Linked DNA regions of Anas platyrhynchos: region 2 is linked to region 1. Evidence: chromatin contacts called from public Hi-C data. All regions are on one chromosome and are shown on one strand. The core of a region is the stretch at or near the end of the contact, and the rest is flanking DNA. Distances in the headings are between cores, read along the strand shown.

Evidence for each region. Hi-C and Micro-C count contacts between places; a contact is called where the count stands out from the background.
Region 2: a Hi-C map of liver shows a contact between it and region 1, with 2.7 times the contacts expected there. The contact joins two enhancer-like sites. A contact is called at or near these places in 2 of 8 Hi-C or Micro-C datasets (liver and subcutaneous adipose tissue).

The regions. Positions count from the first base shown.
Region 1 is chr1:46,835,703-46,838,584 of IASCAAS_PekinDuck_T2T, reverse strand. No RefSeq gene overlaps it. Among named protein-coding and RNA genes, the nearest start is that of METAP2, 17 kb to the right of the region's middle. Within about 2 kb of position 1,479, at least 1 of the 8 cell types and tissues checked has an H3K27ac peak or open chromatin away from gene starts, as enhancers often do.
Region 2 is chr1:46,959,831-46,962,931 of IASCAAS_PekinDuck_T2T, reverse strand. FGD6 (FYVE, RhoGEF and PH domain containing 6) reads right to left here. Exons shown (of 21, transcript XM_027452188.3): 6 at 1,487-1,638; 7 at 500-656. Among named protein-coding and RNA genes, the nearest start is that of NR2C1, 35 kb to the left of the region's middle. Within about 2 kb of position 1,706, at least 1 of the 8 cell types and tissues checked has an H3K27ac peak or open chromatin away from gene starts, as enhancers often do.

The DNA of each region.
Region 1 (2,882 bases), core at 230-2,729:
GGAAAAGCAGTTCTTTCATTTTCCCCTCCTCATTACCTGAGAGGATAAGAGTGGTTCCTGTTGCATACCATAGGGAGGAGTCAACTTCATTTGATCTACGAGGAGAGGACTTTCTGACTTGTGAGCTTGGTTTTCTGAATGTGTGTGCAGTTAATTCCTGAAATACACCACCACTACAGAAACTGGTAACAAAGTAGGCCCTGATTTGGTAACTGATGGTGTTTGTGTGCTTATAATTGTAACTCAGCTGCTGCATGATACAAACTGGAGAAATAACAATGAAAGTCAATCACAGAATGACAGAATCACAGAAAAGCCAAAGTCTTAACTCAAATGTAGATCTTAAAACTGGTCCTCAGCCTTTTACACTTCCCTCTTCGTGCCCTGTACAAGTTCCTGACTGTTGGATTAGGTATAACTAATTGGCAGGTTGGCAGGTTTGTCTGGTGGATAGATTATAAATCACAAGGAAAAATATTATGAGTGTTGATGTCAACAAGGTAGAAGAGGGAAAGTTAATCCTGTATAAGGAATATGGTGATGCTCAATCTGTCTTCCCCATAAAAGAGCTCCAGTATATGGAATGTATCTGTTGCTAAATTAATCAGAAAAGATACAGAATTCAGGCAGTGCCGTTTTTACTGATCCACATTCAGTAAACCCACATGTTTTTATAGCTTGTGTTTGTATTATTACGGAGGCTTTTATGTAACAAGTACTCACAGAATGGTTCTCATGGCATGTAATACACCAGCATGAGCTCTCTAAATCAATTTCATTCCATTCAAGGCTGAAAACAAGCTTATATTCACCTTCTGCCCAGGCCTGGCTTTCATGCTGTCAGGAGTTAAATGTACTTACAGTGGATTACATTACCAGACAGTTCATATAAATGTTAAGTCTAATGAATACAGAGAAAAACCTTCCAAAGAGGTTTATGGTTACTACACACTTTTTCTTTTTTTTTTCTTTTTTTTTTTTTTTTCTCCTCTTTTCCCAGCCTTTATTCCTCTGTCTCTACAGTCTCAGTCTAACAGAAGCTGCAGTATCAGGGAAGTAGGGAATCAAACAGGGCATTCATTACCTGCCACAGCGTCCACAGCGATTTCTTCAGCATCAGGCTGGGATCCACTGTCTGTGGTCAGCTTGAATAATATCAAGGTATGTGTACAGTGCATTGTACCTCACTTCAGAGATCCCTGAACAGGTTGTTCTGCTTGGCTCAGGGCAGTACTGTGCAGAGGTACTAGCCTGGCCCTGCAAATTTCGGTGCATCAGCATGCTGCTGGGCCTTCATTAAGCTGCCCAGTCCCTGCAGGACTGACCAGTTCAAATGCAGTGGTACACCGATGCAGCTCGAACTCTGCCAGTTATCTAGGAGGCTTCTTTAGCACTTGACTGGTAATTTTGGTGCCGTGCTGTATGGAAACACTCAGCACAGAAATATCTGCTGACCTCATAGGAACCACATATGCAAGTGCCTGCTCACCGATTTGAGAAACAAGCTGCCTGTAGGCCTCCTGTCTACTTTGGTGTTCAAGCCAGCAGTCTCCAGATTCTCTGATGGTCAGTCTGGGGCTGACTTTCAGATAAATATTCAGTCTAATGTGGTACCTGCTGAAACAGAACCAAGCTCATAAAACCATACTTGAGCTGTTTTCTGGCCATGCCTGACCTAGGGCTCTTCGGTAATAATTCACCCAGTCATCCACAATAATCATTTTCAATATTGTGCTTTTCTTTATTTTCTTTATTTCTTTTTCTTTATTTTCCTTATTGTGATTTTCTTTTTCAGACAGGAGCTGTCAGACTGTTGTGGTTTTATTTTTGTTTCCCTAGTTCTTTAAATTGGTGTAGACACCAGATAACCCACTTTTCTCCACAGCTATAGGATTCTCTCCTGTAAAGAGTAAAATATATTTTTCATTCTATGCTAGATTTTGGTCTCATTCATTTCTTAGTTTTGACCATGTTTGGTGTTGTCATTTAATCTACAATGAAATAACAAGTACAAGTATTTAAAATGGCACTAACTACAGCTGATACTCTGATGTAAGCAAATGTCACCTTCTCATATCCATTTTCAAAAAAGTCTGACCTTTCAAAATAATCAGTTCTTTTGGCCCACTAGTGTTTAAAGAGAAATAAATGTGCTTGGAGGAGGGAAATTGCAGAACACCATATACATGTACATCTGGTGTATGTAACAGAGGTGTCTCTAAACGAGTCAGTGCAGAGTCTTAGAGAGTGAAGACCCATAACAGATTAAATTGACTCAGTAAAAGCTCCAGGACACACCTTCTTCACAGGTTTTTACTGACACTCCCTTGTGCCAGCAGGGTAACTGAAGACATAGGCTGTCTCTGACTCAGACCTTTGCCATCTGCTGTACCTTTTTTATAAAATTTATCCAGGTGGAATTTGCTATGTCAGCCATTTCAAGTCAAATCCTCCTAAAGTCAAATTCTCCACCTCCGCATTGTGTTGAGGAATGCTCTGGGTATAAAGAAGTCAGAACTGAGAATTGTATACATTCTAAACACCTACACAAGGCTGTGAATGAGCCAAAACTGTGACTCCCGCTACACCAATTCTCCCTGTTTCCTTGTAATCCCGCAGAGCAGTGACCCTTCCAACTCCATGGGAGAAAGATACCCAGTGAGTTATTAATCTCAAGAAGACCTATTCTGGTGGCATTTCAGATAGCAGTGTTGCAAGGACTCAAGGGTAGTTCTATCTCTGTTACAGCCCAGGCACTCCTCGAATTAGAAGAAATAAAATATAGCTTCTCACCCCAGTGTTAGAGTACAGTATTATAGGATGTATTAAGAGTTTCTATTTTCTTTTAACAAAGAACTGACAAACTGTTAAAAAAAATAAGA
Region 2 (3,101 bases), core at 457-2,956, 120 kb before region 1:
AAAAATCTGGCAATGCTTTTAATGACACAAATCAGATTTTATCTGATTGTTGCATGGACTGGACTTAAAAGCTTCAAGAAATATGCAGAGCAGAAGAATCATTTTTCTGTATTTCCAAATGAAATATGATTGCTGTGAGTAAGCTACTGTCCTATAATGTGGTGAAGAGATTGACCTGCTTAAAATAAGACAGTTAATCACTGCATAGTATAATCAGAAGACAAAACCATAAAAAGCAGCTAGTGATTTTGTTAATATGCCTTTGATATAATTGGAGCAAGCGCTGATTTTTCTGAAAATCAAGGTCCTTTATCATACTTCACAGTGGTAACCAACATCATTAGTTACTTTACAAAATCTGAATTTCTTTCCACTTTGAACCTGTCTCAAGCCAAGGCTCAGAGAAAACAGAGGATGGTGTCTAAAGCTTTATGGAAAATTACAACTGATGGAAAGTCACAGAATAGGAACATATCTTAAAAAAAATAATTTACAGTACCTCGAAGTCTTTCACTACTGAAGCAAAACCTGTGTTCTTCTTACACTGTTCATCTAACAGTGCAACATTTTTATCAAATTCTTTGATGTAAGTTGAGTACATCTTTAAGTACGGACCCTTTTTTACAAATATGTCAGCGATTCTTTGATGTTCAAGCCTAGAAACAAGAACAGAGCAATAAGAGCACAGAAGTGTGTACATCCTAACCTTACAGCACCACGTTGGGCTTTGCAGTAAGATGTGCCAGTTTATTTCTGAACAAAAAGCTTACAGTCCAGCAGATGGGCATTCGGCTCTTTAGCTACTCTGAAAAATCTTTCCAGCACACCTCCACACACTAGTTTAGGGTTAGATTACAATCACTTGACACACGGTCTGTTTAAAATGGTCTTGAACCACCTGAACACATTAACACGAGCTGGACTTCTGAGGAAATGGATCGCCAAACTTCAAAACGCGGTCTTTCCCCTTAAGAGGAAGCATGGGATTACAGCATTTACCCATTTCAGTGCCTTTGTCTGTAGGCTCTCTTTAGCTGATTGAGACCCACCCACCAGTGTAATTGAGAATGGACTTCAATGGGACTGAGGCTGTCAGTCAGCGTTGTGGCTGGTTCATAGATCTCAGCTACCTTTAAAATGCAAACCAATCCTCAGAACAGCCTCTTGTTCCTCTAATGAAGGCAGGCCATTTATCATGCCTGTGCACACGTAGGAACAAGAGCTTTCAATTAAAACTGAAGTTATAGACAAAAAAAAAAGTGTGGTTGCTAAAAACATGTGCTGGCATAGCTTCTGGATGCACCTAAATGCCAAATAAAACAGCTAAAGAGAAAATTATCTCCTGTGCGTGCAAAGTCAGCTCTGCCATTTAACAAGGCCCATGAAAAACAAACAAGAGTCAAGCCACGGTCAGGCGGAGTCCCCCAGGCCCCACAGATAAGTTTTAACGACATCAAAGGAGTGGTGTTCCTTCACTGATAGTCACCAGTGAGACAGTCGCTCCTCCAGCTCCCTCAGGAGGTCCCGGTTGAGCTCGTACAGCTGAGGTAGGTAGTACAGGATCTGATTCAGGATTCTGTCCTCAATCACGGGCTTCCCAAGCTGCCTGGAGGCATGTGCCACCGCGTCCCGGAAATCCTGCCAGAGCACAAAGAGGACAGAAACCCCCACCATGAGCCAGCAGCCTTCAAAGCAGCAGCGCAGAGCAGAGCGTGTTCTCTGCAGGCATCCCAGGCCCTGCTCCCTCCTACTGGAGGTGAGGAGGGTGCCAGCTGGGTTATGTTTCCCTGCAGCTTCAACTTACTCCTGCGGGACGGCCTTAATCCCCTTGGTTTGATGCTGGAGCTTTACTCTCTTGCTCCATATGCACGCTGTGGAAGTCATTCGTTATTTTTCTACCACACCCTTAAGAAATGCGCTGATCCTATATGTGAGGAAACTATAGGGGGGAAAAACCTCACATCTGCAAAGGTATTGGTAGCCTCAAGTATCTTCTTGCTAAGATTTGTTTCAAAAAGCAAAAGTGTTATATCAGCTAATGCAATCGTAATATCATATTTTAAAACCACACTGGTTTACAAATGCCTTCTAGGAAGACATGCTGCCTAGATAAAAAATGTAGCATCACAAAAAGTTACTGTATGTAGCAGCTCTTACAGGAAAATGAGCATCTAACAAAAAGCTTTTGTAACAACACATTGGAACCACAAGATTTCAAATGTTAATGATCATCCAAACAACACTGGTACCTTTGAAACATTTACAAGGAGAAGGAAACCCGCACTTATCACTGAAGGATCTTGTGGCATTTTTATGTTATAAGCAGCTCTCAATAGAACAACGCTCAGACTAATTGGTCCTCATTAAACTATTTAGAATTAAAATCTTGGCCCCACACAAGTCAGCATGGCCAGTACTGCATCCATAACGAACCTGGGTATGCGTTAGGCAAGGCATCTTCCCTGATCATATGCAAGCAAAATTTTCAAAAAGGTTAGCAATTTATCATTTCCTTTGAAAAAATAATCAAGTACATAACACTACCTAAACTGAGAAAAATAAAATCCAAATTAGCTGTATTGTCATCTCTCCCTTGAATTTGGGCATAAAGCAGGCACTATATAACAGCTCTTTTTAGTCTGCAGTCTGCTGAAACCTGATAATGAATGCACAATCTGTAGGTGGCCTGAAAAAGGTGACCAAACTGCATGTTCCTACGTGGGATGATGAGACATCTTAAATATGCATGCAGTGCACACCTGCCTTTGAAAGTTTGTAGGGCCCACAGGTTAAAAGTGGGGAAAAAAAAATTAAGCTCACACACTCACAAGTCTTCTGCTACAGGTCTCGCTGGCTATCTCATCGGCCCAGCATCTGGCACTATTTAGGGTTTGTCAGACTCCAGTCTCAACTTTCTCCTGCCCTCTCCTCATTACATCAGTGAGCTGCAGACAGCTTCTTGCTCTGTGACCCTGGGTCGCAAAGGCTGCGCCGGGGCAGAGTTATGACAAGAAACCGAAAGGAGATACAGGGCGATGGCTGCGATGGGGGGAGGCTGAGAACTAAATGCAAGGGAGTTAAAAAACAGATGGCGTTATTCA